2 separate regions of the Macaca mulatta genome follow, and region 2 is linked to region 1. The links are chromatin contacts, called in public Hi-C maps. All regions are on one chromosome and are shown on one strand. Each heading gives the region's core, a stretch centred on a gene start, on an enhancer-like site or on the middle of the called end of the contact. The rest is flanking DNA. Distances are from core to core; before and after follow the strand shown.

Region 1 (6,992 bases), core at 4,170-6,669:
AAGCTGGAATTATAAAAAGTAAATAGGCTGGGTGCAGTGGCTCATGCCTGTAATCCCAGCACTCTGGGAGGCCAAGGTGGGAGGATGGCTGAGCCAGGAGTTCGAGACCAGCCTGGGCAACATGGTAAAACCGTAGTGGCATGCATCCACAGTCCCAGCTACTCAGGAGGCTGAGGTGGGAGGATCACTTGAGCCCAGGAGGTTGAGGTTGCAGTGTGCCATGATCATGCCACTGCACTCCAGTTTGGGCAACAGAGCAAGACTCTGTCTCAAATAGATGGATGAATAGATAAAATGCCTAAAAACAAAATAAAAACATGTATATGTATATTAGAAAACAAAACAAAACAAAATCAGGTAGGAAAACTAGCCAGGAGGAAAGACACTGCTGGCTGTGCTCAACCTACGAAGCCAGGGACACAGGAACAGGGCCAGGGCCGCACAGTGCAGCCTTCTGTCCTTAGAAACTGCTAAGTAAAGACATAAGTGTTCACGGCTACAGGGTTTTGATGTCTTTTTTCATGTTTTAATTCAACTTTATTATGGTATAACTTATACACAATAAAATTCCATCACCCAAAAAATTCCCCTGTGGCCCTCAGCGGTCAATTTCCACCTGAAAAACAACCACTGATGTAATTTCTGCCACGCTAGACTATTGTTGCTTGACTTTCTATTAATGGAATTACAGTATGTGCTTTTTTTCCCTCCAATATTTTTATAGCTTTATTGAGTTAAAGTTGTAAAACCGATTTACATAAATACACCTAATTTAACGGGTACAATTTGAAGTGTTTTAATATATTCCTACCTTGAAACTATTACTACAGTCTAGATAACCCATCACCCCAAAAAGTTTTATGTCCTTTTGTTTTCTATCCACCCTTCCTACCCTAACTACTGATCTGCTTTCTGTCACTACAAGTTAGTTTGCATTGTTAAGAATTGTATATAGAATCATCTAGCAGGTACTCTCTTGTGCCTGGCCTCTTTCACTCAGCATAATTATTTTGATTCATACATGCTGTTGAATCAATACTTTATTCCTCCCCCACCAACACACCCTCAACATTTCATTGTATGGGAATAACACAATTTGTTTATCCATTCATTTATTGCTGAACATTGCAGCATTTTCCAGTTTGGAATTCTTATGGGAAAAACCACTGTGAATGCCCATACAAGTCACTTTATTTTTTTTTATTTTTTTTTTGTTTTGTTTTGTTTTTTGAGACGGAGTCTCGCTCTGTCGCCCAGGCTGGAGTGCAGTGGCGCGATCTCGGCTCACTGCAAGCTCCGCCTCCTGGGTTCACGCCATTCTCCTGCCTCAGCCTCCTGAGTAGCTGGGACTACAGGCGCCCGCCACCGCGCCCGGCTAATTTTTTGTATTTTTAGTAGAGACGGGGTTTCACCGTGGTCTCGATCTCCTGACCTTGTGATCCGCCCGCCTCGGCCTCCCAAGGTGCTGGGATTACAGGCGTGAGCCACCGCGCCCGGCCACAAGTCACTTTATTAACTAAAGTTTTCATTTACCTTAGACCCATGGAATTGCTGGGCCACAGGGTAGAAATATATTTAACTTTATAAGAAACTGCCAAACTTTTTTTTTTTCCCAAGAGGTTGTATCATTTTAAAATCTTACCACATGGCTGGTTTCACAAGCTTGTATCCATCTCATGGCTTTTGTACTTGTTCTTTCTTCTTGGAATGACTTTTCATTAGGTTTCAGAGCTGGATTCTTGACATTCAGGTTTCAATTCAAATGCCAAATGCCAAAGAGGCTATTATGGACTGAATTGTGTCCCTCCTCACTCCAAATTCATGTTGAAATTATAATTCCCGCACCTTAGAATGTGACTATATTTGAAGATAAGGTCTTTAAAGAGGTAATTAAGATAAAATAAGGCTGTCAGAATGAAGGGCAAAAACCATACAATCATTTCAATTGATGATGAAAAAGCATTTGATAAAAGTCAACATCGTTTCATGATAAAAACCCTAAAAAAAAAAAAAGGGAATAGAAGGAAAATACCCCAACATAATAAAAGCCATATATGACAAACCCACAGCTAGTACCATACTGAATGGGGAAAAACTGAAAGCCTTTCCTTTAAGATCTGGAATACAACAATGATGTCCACTTTCACCACTGTTATTCAACACAGTACTAGAAGTACTAGCTAGAGCAATCAGGCAAGAGAAGGAAATAAAGGGCATCCAAATAGGAAAGGAAAAAGTCAAATTATCCTTGTTTGCATATTATATCTTATATTTGGAAAAACCTAAAGACCACCAAAAAACTGTTAGAACTGATAAACAAATTCAGTACAGCTGCAGGATACAAAATCAGCAACAAAAATCAGTAGCATTTCTATATGCCAACAGTGAACAATCTGAAAAAGAAATTTAAAAAGTAATCCCATTTACGATAGCCATAAATAAATTAAATACCTAGGAATTAAAGAAATGAAAGATCTCTATAATGAAAACTATAAAACACTGATGAAAGAAATTGAAGAGGACACACAAAAAATGGAAAGATATTTCATGTTCATGGATAGGAAGAATCAATATTGGTTAAAATGTCCATACTACCCAAAGCAATCTAAAGATTCAATGCAATCCCTATCAAAATACCAATGACATTCTTCACAGAAATAGAAAAAAACTATCCTAAAATTTAAATGGAACCATCAAAGACCCAGAATAGCCAAAACTACCCTAAGCAAAAAGAACAAAACTGGAGGAGTCACATTACCTGACTTTAAATCGTCAAATTATACTACAGAACTACAGTAACCAAAACAGTATGGCACCAGAATAAAAGCAGGAACATAAACCATTGGAACAGAATAGAGAACCCAGAAACAAATCCACATACCTACAGTGAACTCTTTTTCAACAAAGGTACCAAGAACATACACTGAGGAAAAGGCAACCTCTTCAATAAATGGTGCTGTGAAAACTGGATCTCCATACGCAGAAGAATGACACTGGAACCCTATCTCTTGCCATATATAAAAATCAGCTCAAAATGGATTAAAGAATTAAATCTAAGACCTCAAACTGTGAAACTACTATAAGAAAACATTGGGGAAACTCCAAGACATCAGTCTGGGCAAGGAGTTCTTGAGTAATACTCTCTAAGCATATGCAACCAAAGCAAAAATGGATAGATGGGAGCACATCAAGTTGAAAAAGCTTCTGCTCAGCAATCAACAAAGAGACAACCCACAGAATGGAAGAAAATATTAGCAAACTATCTATCTGACAAGGAATTAATAACCAGAATACATCAAAAGCTCAAACAACTCTACAGGAAAAAAATCTAATTATCAAATTAAAAATGGGTAAAACGTTTGAACGGACATTTCTCAAAAGAAGACATACAAACGGCAAACAGAAATATGAAAAGGTGCTCAACATTGTTAATTATCAGAGAAATGCAAATCAAAACTATAATGAGGTATCAGCTCATCCCAGTTAAAATGGCTTATATCCAAAAGATATGCAATAACAAATGCTGGCAAGGATGTGAAGAACATATACTATTGGTGGGAATGTAAATTAGTACAACCACTATGGAGAACAGTTTGGAGGTTCCCCAAAAAACTAAAAATAGAGCTACCATATGATCCAGCCATCCCACTGTTGGGTATATACCCAAAAGAAAGGAAATTAGTATTTCGATTTTCCTGTGTTTGTTGCAGTTCTGTTCACAGTAGCCAAGATCTGGAAGCAACCTAAGCGTCCATCAACAGATGAATGGATAAAGAAAATGTGGAACTTACACACAATGGAGTACTATTCTGCCATTAAAAAGAATGAGATTCAGTCATTTGCAACAACATGGATGGAACTGGAGATCACTATGTTAAGTGAAATAAGCCAAGCACAGAAAGAAAAACACCTCACGTTCTTATTTGTGGGATCTAAAAAATCACAACAATTGAACTCATGGAGACAGAGAGTAGAATGACGGTTACCAGAGGCTAGGAAGGGTGGAGGGGGAATGAGGATGGGGGAGGGTAGGGATGGTTAATGGTCATGGTTAAAAAGACCTTCTGATCACCATTTTGCAACCGTAATAATTGTTTCAAGCAAGAATCACCATGAATTCTAAAACCAGTGGGTAAGAGTCTGAAGAACAGGATATTTAAATAGTCTCAAAATATCTTTCTACAGAATACTTAATACTTACAAAAGGAAAAATCGTAACTTTATGGTGGAGCGTACCTCCCCTTACACCACCTCAACCAAAGGATGGCAGTTAACACTGGGAATACAGGGACAAACACAATGTCATGTGCCTCCTGATGAAAGGCCCTGAGGAGGCAACTTTTTTCAGTAGCATTCCTGCCAAAAAATGCACACCCCCTCAGAATAGCACGGGATGGGTGGGTGGCGGTGGGGAGGAAAGAAAAATGGATACTCTGAATCTAATCATAAGAAAACATCAGATGAATAAAAATTTAGGGACATTCTACAATATACCTCGCCAGTACTCTTCAAAAATGTCAAGGTCATGAAAGACAAAGCAAGGCTGGATAACTAACTGCCTTTCCAGATTGAAGGAAACTAAAGAGGCATGACAATTCAGTGCAACATGTGATACTGAATTGGATCCTGGGGAATAGCTATAAAGGACATTACTGGGGCAATTAGCAAAATTTAAATATGGATGGAGTGTATTAAACAATTGTATAATTGTTAAAATTCCTGATTTCTGACCACTGTACTGAGATTATGCAAGATAATGTCTTTTTTTAAGGAAACACACAAATATTTGGGATAAAGGAGCTTGATGTTGGAAACTCTAAAACGATGTAGTAAAAATTATATACGTTTTATATATGTGTGTGTGTGTGTGTGAGAATATCTATATACCGTATACTGATTTCCTTTATTTTGGGGTATATACCATATAGATATCCACACACAACATGTATTTGTGTATATATACACACATACGAGAGGATATGGAAATGCAGCAAAATATAACAATTTGTTATTCTAGTGGAAAAGCATATGATCTTTACGATTCTTGAAATTTACGTGTAAATTTGAAATTTAATCATGAAAACAGAAGCTTTCAGCGACCAAATACATTATCAGAAATGGCCTGTCCCCAGTGAGCACTCTTTAGCTCATTCTTTTTCTACATCGCACTTATCACTGGCAAAAATTATCCTGTGCATTTATTTAATAATATTTAACATTGTGTGCAAGGCTGTCAGTGCTTTACCTGTATAACCTCTGTGAATCTTCTTACAGGTCAGGAACAAATACACAAGAAGATTGATTAACTTGCCCAAGGCCACCCATGTGGTTTGTCTCCTGCAGTGGCACAGAACCTCAACCAAGGCAGAAACTGCATTGTCTATTAGACTTAGAATGTCTATTAGACTTAGACTTGCTCAGCGACTTAGAATGGTGCCTAGCACATTACGGGTGTTCAATAATTATCCGTAGATTCAGTTAATAAACACTGGGCACCCACTAGGCCTACATCGGAATACAAAGTACAGAACAAAATATTCAAAAATCTGTGCCTAAATGGAGCTTTGAGTACTAAAACTCAGTCCCACACCAATTAGCGTCCATCTAGGTATTTCATTTGGGTCTATCATTCCTGAGAATTAAGGCCCATTCTTAATAGAGCCTCAGAGAAACGGATGCTCAGGGTGGGTCAATGATTTGCACAAGATAACTGTCTTGGTAGAAGGGAAGGTCGGGATTCCAACTCAGTCCCTGAGGTTCCCAGGCCCGACATATGAATCAAACGACCAAGACATCACCCAATCAGTATTTATTAGACGCCTACTGCGGACGATTGGTCTTCACGCAGGTCAGGCGAGAAGGGGTGGTGATGCGCGGGCCGCTGCGGAGACCCGGAGCCCGCCGCGGATCACGGGAATTTGGCGCCTATTTTTTGTTGGCTGGGTGTTCTCGCCGGTGATTGGGTCTCGGCAAAGCGTGCCGGTGCGCTCGGCTGCGGCTGCTCCGTCGACCTTGGCAGGACCGGGCGGTGCAGGACTCACTCGGCTGGCCTCCCGGGGGATGGGCCACCAGGAGTCTCCGCTGGCCAGGGCGCCGGCGGGAGGTGCAGCTTATATAAAGAGGTTATGTAAAGGGCTCAGCTGGCGCGAACACGTGGAAAGCCACGGGAGTCTAGGAGCCTGGGCCTCCCCAGCGTGCGCCGCAGCAGCAGAAGGATCCGCTGCACGCCGGGCTCCGGCCACCTCCCGCGCTGCTCGGTCCCGGAGGCAGCCCAGGCCCGGAGCGGACCATCCCCAGGCAGGGGCTCCAGGGAGGAAACGGGCCGCCCGGAAGTGGAGGTGCGCGGGCCAGGTAAGGGCGCCGTTCGAGGACTTAAGGCCAGCGCCGAGACTGGAGTTACTGCCACTGCCTCCGCGCTTGGCAAGGGAAATCGGGTCCTCGGCCGGTCACGCTCCGAGAAGCCGAACTTTTGAGCCAATCCCTTCTACCCGCCGCCCTCGGGGACTTGGGTCGGTCCGCTGGGCTCCGCTAGGGCTTAATTCAATGGACTGTTTACACGCGGGCGAACACAAGGCGGGGCGCGGGGAGGGGCGTCACGGAGGGGGCCAGGCAAAGAAAAAGATTTCCGCCGGCCAAATCGCGTCCTAAGGCGGTTTTCAGAAGGCGTGAAGCTTGCTGGCTCTTCTTTTTCCTATCGCTACATGACAAGCTAACAGAGAGAGCGGAGAGTTTTTGCTTTTCTTTCCGGTTCCCCCTCTGATCCGCTGCCCAGTGGTTCCGTCTTTCCCGCTTTCCCCTCCCCTCCCCCGTTCAATCAGCGGTGGTGGCTTCCGTCTTAAAGGGGCCGCGGCGGCCGGGGGAGGAGGAGGTGGGACGCCCCGCGGCCTACACTCCTGGCCTCCCCGCCTCGGCCTGGTCGTTTAACCGATTCTTTCGCCCGCAGGTCACAATCCAAGGTCCCGCTCCTCCGCGTCCCAGGGCCGGACGGAGGG
Region 2 (6,609 bases), core at 683-3,182, 300 kb before region 1:
AACCAGAATGTAAAAACTCCTATGCCTTTCAAATTCAGAGAGCCTTATTATTCTCTTTCCAAGACTCCCAAGATCCACCGGGACGAAAAAACAGCAGTCAGGGAACCATTCCGATTTTCTCTGCTCTCTCCCCGACAGTCCCCACCCGCGCAGAGTGAAGCTGATTTCTCTGGTAAACCTTGTTTGTGAGCTTCGCCCAGGCGACACTACCTCGCCTGCCACTGGAGGGCAGCGCGAGGCTTCCTTCCTGGGGAGGAATTGCGGAGAGACGGTGGTCGGCCCTGAATAGCAGGCTGGCTCCTACATGAAAGGCTCTGGCTTTCCGTTTTTGTTTGCATCTTTGTTTGCTTTCTTTCTTTCTTCTTTTCTTTTCTTTTTTTTTGGGGGGGGGGAAAAAAAAAGAACAAAAAATGGTCTCTACCCAAGAACCCCATTCCAGGCAGTAGATTCGCCAGCCATTGCTTGTGCGTCTTCGCCAAGAGAGGGGGAGATGCGCCGGCGCTCCTTACCGCTCACATCTACCCGGCTGGATAAAACCATTTGGGGAACTTGCCCTTCAGGCTGCTGAAGACTTGCTGCTTCACAAGTCTTACTTGTGAAGACCCGGAGGGTTTGCCTTTGACCCCGCCTGTGACCTTAAGAAAACCCCTTTCTACCCTGCGCCTGTCCCACAGCTGGAAGTGATAATTTTAAGGATGAATTAAACACTTGATTTGTGACACTGCGGAACTAAGCACTTTCTGGACTGTGTTATGCCCCATTTTACAGATGAGGAAGCTGAGGCCTCCAGAGGCGGAGTAACTTGCCCGTGGTTACACAGCTAGTCAGTGGCGGGCAGGATTTAAATCCAGGGTTCCCCGCTTCCTAATCCTCTGCTTTTACGACTTAACTTACCCTGCCTCCAAGGGCTGCTGGGGAAAACGAGGGTTTCAAAGGAGAAGCGGCTAAGGAAAAGCTCTGGAAAGGGCCAAAGGAGAAGCGGCTAAGGAAAAGCTTTGGAAAGGGCCAACGGAGCGGATATTCAGGGAGCCTCTCTGCGAGCCACGCGCCGGCACGCCTCTGGGAAGCCCGCCTCCCCCTGCAGATAGGCGTTGTGACATTCTTGCGTCCCTGTCGAACATGCGAAGAGACCGAGGCCCAGAGTGGCGCAGGGCGAGCCCGGAGGCTGCGCCCCAGTGCTGAAGGAGCCACTGCCGCCGCTTCTTCCGCTCCGCTGCAATCCGCACGCAGGCGCCGGCTCCCCGAGGCCCCGGGCGCACTAGCCGCACGCCTGGGTAAAAGGTCCGGATGAGTCTGCAGAAGCGCGCCCACGCCCGAGACGGCCGTTTCCGCCGGCCTGGGAAGGGGGCAGAGAAGGGGGTCGCTCGGGCCGCAGCGTCCCAGTCCCCGCCGGCCGAGCCGTGTCTTGGGCCAGTCTCCACACTTCGCTTCTTCCCCACCTGGGGAAGGGGGCGCAGCGGTAGGGCACTGGAGCGCACGATGCACCCCGCCAACGGGTCCTTTCTGCAAACGGGGTTCCTGTTTTCATGCAAATGCCTTTGTTAGCGCACCGGGAACCAGGAGGACGAAACTGCAGCTGACGCGGGCTGCGCGCCGCTTTTCCGCCTTCGCTTGATTCGGCCTGAACGACTAAAACGCGCCGCGCCAGGAACAAAAACACCGGCGCCGCGGAAACCCGCAGTAGCGGCGCGAGAAGTGCGGCTCGGTTGGGGTCCGCGAGAAGCGGTGCACGCGGCGGCTCACGCGGCGGGGCTGGTGCCTGGAGGCCTTCACACCGCATCACCGAGGGCAAGGAACCTCCAACTCTCCCTCAGTTTCTCCACCTGCATTGGGATGTCCTATATAAGGAGTGCCCGCTCCTTGCTGTAATTATTTTGTCCAAGCACTGTGGGAGGCAGCGTTGAGGAGGCTGTTGTGGGGAGTTTGCCTGTCAGAGAGAAGAGGGAAGTAAACAAGAAACATACAGACAAAATAATTTCAAATAGCAACAAGTGTTGATATCATAGCAAACACCACTGCAACGCTTGTGCCAGGCTCTGCTCTATGCTATATGCACATTAGGTCATGTAGTCCTCACTCCCTTGCACAGATAAGAAAATGCAGGTTGAATAATCTATTCAAGGGAAACAGGAAGTTGAACAATATGTGGAGAAACAGGTTGAACAGTATGTGGGGAACTAGGTTGAACAATAGCCTCAAGTGTGCAGTAGGTAGGCTGGGCACTTGAGAATATTGGGCCCAGCAGGGGTTCGACCCAGCCAGTCCAGCCCCAAGTGGAAGCTTTTGCACACTCCGTTACACCACTTTTGGCTGTACTAGGAAGGAAGTAAAGTGGTGACACGCTCAAGAGAGAGTTGGGGCTAGATAGGATCTGCTCCTAGAAGGATGTCAATGGCCATCTCTATGCAAGGGAGTGTCTAAGCTGAGGCCTGCACAATAAGAGGAACTAGCCTTGCAAAGAGCTGGGCATGTCCAGCAGAGAAAACAGCAAGGGCAAAGGCCTTGAGGTGGAAGAGTACCTGTGGGGTTTCATGAACATAAGGATGGAACTCAGTGAGCAGCAATAAGAAGGAGAGGAGATGGTCAGGAGCTGAGGGTAGCAGGCTTTGCAGGTCTCAGCAAGGAGCTGGACTTTCATTCTAGGTGTGATGGGAAGTTTTGTTGTTATGGCCACTGAAGGAATTGGGTGGATGGAGTTCGACTAGAGGGTGGATACCCTTCCTGCCCTACCAGCCTTGAGTTCAAGGAGGAAGTTGATTACTCAGGCCTTAAGCATGCCCCTCCTCATCTGGCCTCCTGGCTTCTAGGAGATTCCTGAGGACATTCACCAAGTCTCCAACATTACCTGATGTCAGATCAGGTAAGCCCTCATCTTACAGATAGGGCTGAGACTGAGGCCCCGACTTCAGGGATGTGTCTTCACCTTTGAGTAGGAGAAGCAAGGGTGGTATCTGCTTCATCTACTCATGTACCTGCAGCACCTAGCACAGGCTGACCAGCCCATCCTTGGACCCAGGCAAGCAGAGCTGTGCCCTGGCCAGCCTCCAGCTGCGTACGTCCCCATAGGCTAGAGAGTCTGCAGTGCCAAGGGGATATACCCATCCAAGTCTTTGCTCCTTGTCTAGAGTACTACAGATTCCTAGGATACCTAAAAGTCCCAAACCTGCTGCCAGGCCTCTTCCTGGTCTATTGTCTGGAGGCAGAACACTAAACCCAGGGTGTAGCCAAGGGGCACTGCTGAGTATGGGGTGTGGATGGAGCTTGGACCTGCAGCCTGGTATGTCTACACACATGCAGGTGAGGTGTGCACGGTACAGGATGGAGCTGGGGATGAGAAGGGAAGGTGGCAGGTTATAGGCTGGGAAATGAGCAACCAGGGGATGGGGCTGGCTCTCCCCAGCACCACCACATGTCAGTGCAAGTATCTAAGAAGTCTGTTTCCAAATCGATCCTGGCCTTTCAGGCTGCTGAGAAGTTATACTTATTGAGGAGAAGGATAGAACATTTAAGAGAAGGTATTGGTTTGATTTATAACTTTTAAATATTTAGATTTAAGGGTGAGTGGCCACCAGCCTCCACCAATATCAGGAGTGTGTTTGGCCTAGACCCTAGGAGATATTCAATATTTATCAAATAGATGGATTAATCTCATTTAATTTAATGCTCACACAGACTCAATGGAGGGAAATCACGTCGTCTGTATTTTATTGATGAGGAAACTAAGGCTTAGAGATTTAATGACTGACCCTATTTGTCAAGTTAGAAATTTGTCTTGCAGAGCTGAGAGCCTCAAGCCCTAACGTGTCTGATTCCAAAATCCATTGCAATTGGTTCATGATAAGTTCACACCCATTATGACCACATTAAATATATTATAACTGTTTGATTATGTCACTCACTGATCTTCGGGGACATGAGCACTGTTTATATTACATGAAAAAGGCCTTCTCTTCTTCATTCTTACTCTACCTCTCAGGCACCTTTGGGAAGTAATAAGACAGGAGCTAACACTCCATTTAACAAATGGAAAACTGAGGACTGAGCAATAGCCCGAGGTGTTAACAAGGCTTAAATAGGGAATTTTTTTTTTTTTTTTAATGTAGCAAGAAATCTGGAGGTAGCTAGGAAAGGGCTGGTGTAATTTTTGCAACATTTTCAGCAAACAACTTCTACCTCTTGGTCTGTTCTGGCTATTTATTGCTGCAGCATAACAAACGGCCCCCAAACAACCACCATTGTATTGTCTATAGTTTTGTGAGTCAGAAATTTGGGCAGGGCTCAGCTGGGTGATCCTTCAGTGATCCATGGAGCACTGACTAGAGTCATTCAGTGATACTCAGGTGCTGATTGGGCTACGCTGGAGAATCAAGATGGTTTCACTTAGATGCCTGATGCTTTCGTGGGGATGGCTGGAACACTGAGCTCAGCTGGGTCCCTCTGCCTCTCCATGGAATCCCAGGGCTTCTCCAGGTGGCTGTCTCCAGCAGGGTAGTTTGACCTTTTTCATGGCAGCTCATGGCTCCCAGAGGCCATAGCAGAAACTGCCAGTCCTCCTAGAGGTTAGGCCTGGAATGGGTGTGGCATTATTTCCACCATACTCTATTGGTCAAAGAAGTCACAGGTCAGCCCAGATTTAAGTACAGGGGAAACTGACTCCTCCTCTCAAAGGGAGGAGGATCAAAGAATCCACAGCCATCTTTAACTCATCACATGGTCCGAGCTACTTGAGATGTAGTCATCATGTCTCAAATTCCAGACAGTGTGGAGGACGGGTGGAGGAAGGTGTTTACCCTCCCTTTTAAGACATTTTCTAGAAGTCACACACAACATTTTCCACTGGCCAGAACTTACATGGGCATACCTAGGATATGGAAGGGAAACTGGAAACTGTAATCTTTATTTCAGGAGGCATGCCATGTACTCCGATGAAAATTAGGGATTTTGTTGACTAAGGAAGAAGGGGAGCATAGGTATTGAGGACAACTAAAATCTGTTCCATGGTTAGGTGGTTTTTTTTTTTTTTCTTTGCTACCAACAGCCAAACACTATTCCTAGCAGAGATGTTTCAATACTAGTCTTCTCCTTCCTAACACATCCTCCACTCTGTCATCAAAATAATCTTTCCTTTTTTATTATTTGTTATGTTCCTATACCGTATATCTTTTAATCATTCCTATGCCAACAGCAAGTGTCCGAATTGTTTTGTGTTGTGTGGAACAATAATGGCCACACACCAGGCACTGTGTCAAGCACTAAACGAACATATCTCACTTGATCTCCACAGTATCCCACTGAGGGAGGATCACAGATGAGGAAGCAGAAACCCAGACAGGTTAAACGACTTGCTCCGGGCCACACAGTGCGTAGGTGCAAGGCTGAGATTCAAACTCTCGACTGTCAGATTCCAGAGCTGTGCTGCGAAACCCATACATATGAAGCTCAGGGACTGTTTACTGATGACAGTGCCAGCGCATGGGCAAGACTTGTGCCTGGTATGTGAAGGTTACAGGCGACAAGTGTGAGCCAAGAGCCTGCAGATGCTCCCTTCCCGCTGTGATCCTTCAGCAGGGAAGCCTGCATCAAGCCCCAAGGCTATGCTGGCATATTTCATGAAATTAAACTGGCACCAGGAATTCATATCATTCTATTTCCTTTACACCCTGACTGGACCCCAAGTCTGGAGGAGGCTTTGCAGAACTGGCTACATTGCTAAGCAGGGCATAGGTCCAGGTAAATGAGGCACCTTTCCGCTCCAGTTCCAAGCTGCTCTGTTCTGACCCCAGTCTTTCGTGCCTTCTTCTCACCCCTCTTCGAGGACATGCAGTGACTCCCTGTTCCTCTCAAGTTCAGTTTTGCCTTTCTCCAAATGCTCCTTGTAAGGACTGGGGAAGAGACAGTTCCATCCTTTTGGTGAATTTCAGTTTCTGCATCTGTCACATGGGAAGAAATAATCCCTGCTTTGCTAAGTAATTGAAATGTTGAGGACCACACGGGACAAGGAACAGGAATGGCCTTTGTAGGCCAGAGCAGGTGAGGGGCACAGTCCCACTGGAGCAGAGTGGTATTTAGAAGACTAGGCATTATCTCCTTGGAAGGCAGAAAGATCTGGCGTAGGGGGTGGGGTTGTGGGATATCAGGGAGTGCCCTACACCTTCTGGGGGGCCTCCTGCCCACAGTCTTGCAGAGGAAGTGGCCCAGGGTGAGCGTTTACATATAGATGCCCTGCTGGGGTAGGGGGGAGGGCACAGTGAGACCACCGGTTCTGAAACCAGACAAACCTGTGTTTGAGTGTCCCAGCTTCATCTTGTACTAGCTGAAGGACCTATGGATAAGTCACATCACTTCTGCCTCCACTTTCACAGCTATAAGGTGGGGCTGAAAAAAGAACCTATCTCATTGGGATTTTATAAGGAATCAAATGAGAATGCGCACCTTTAAAGCACCTCATTTAGCGCAGAAGAACTGTTCAGCCAATAGTCGTAAGAGTGACTGGTATTTTTTGAGCCCTGATTAAATTATATGCCATAAGAGTCTTCTTGATTAGTTTATATACTGCTCACCACAATGCTAAGATGTAGTTAACATTATTATTTCCCACTTGTAGATGTA

What was found. Hi-C and Micro-C count contacts between places; a contact is called where the count stands out from the background.
Region 2: a Hi-C map of cortical neurons shows a contact between it and region 1, with 3 times the contacts expected there. The contact joins the promoter of LOC717626 here to the promoter of STK35 in region 1. A contact is called at or near these places in 3 of 14 Hi-C or Micro-C datasets (cortical neurons, fetal cortex germinal zone and fetal cortical plate).

What each region holds. Positions count from the first base shown.
Region 1 is chr10:81,985,596-81,992,587 of T2T-MMU8v2.0, reverse strand. STK35 (serine/threonine kinase 35) reads left to right here and starts at 5,419. Exons shown (of 4, transcript XM_015149399.3): 1 at 5,419-6,351; 2 at 6,944-6,992. The coding sequence starts at 6,061.
Region 2 is chr10:82,278,448-82,285,056 of T2T-MMU8v2.0, reverse strand. LOC717626 (tyrosine-protein phosphatase non-receptor type substrate 1-like) reads right to left here and starts at 1,932. Exons shown (of 8, transcript XM_028828281.2): 1 at 895-1,932.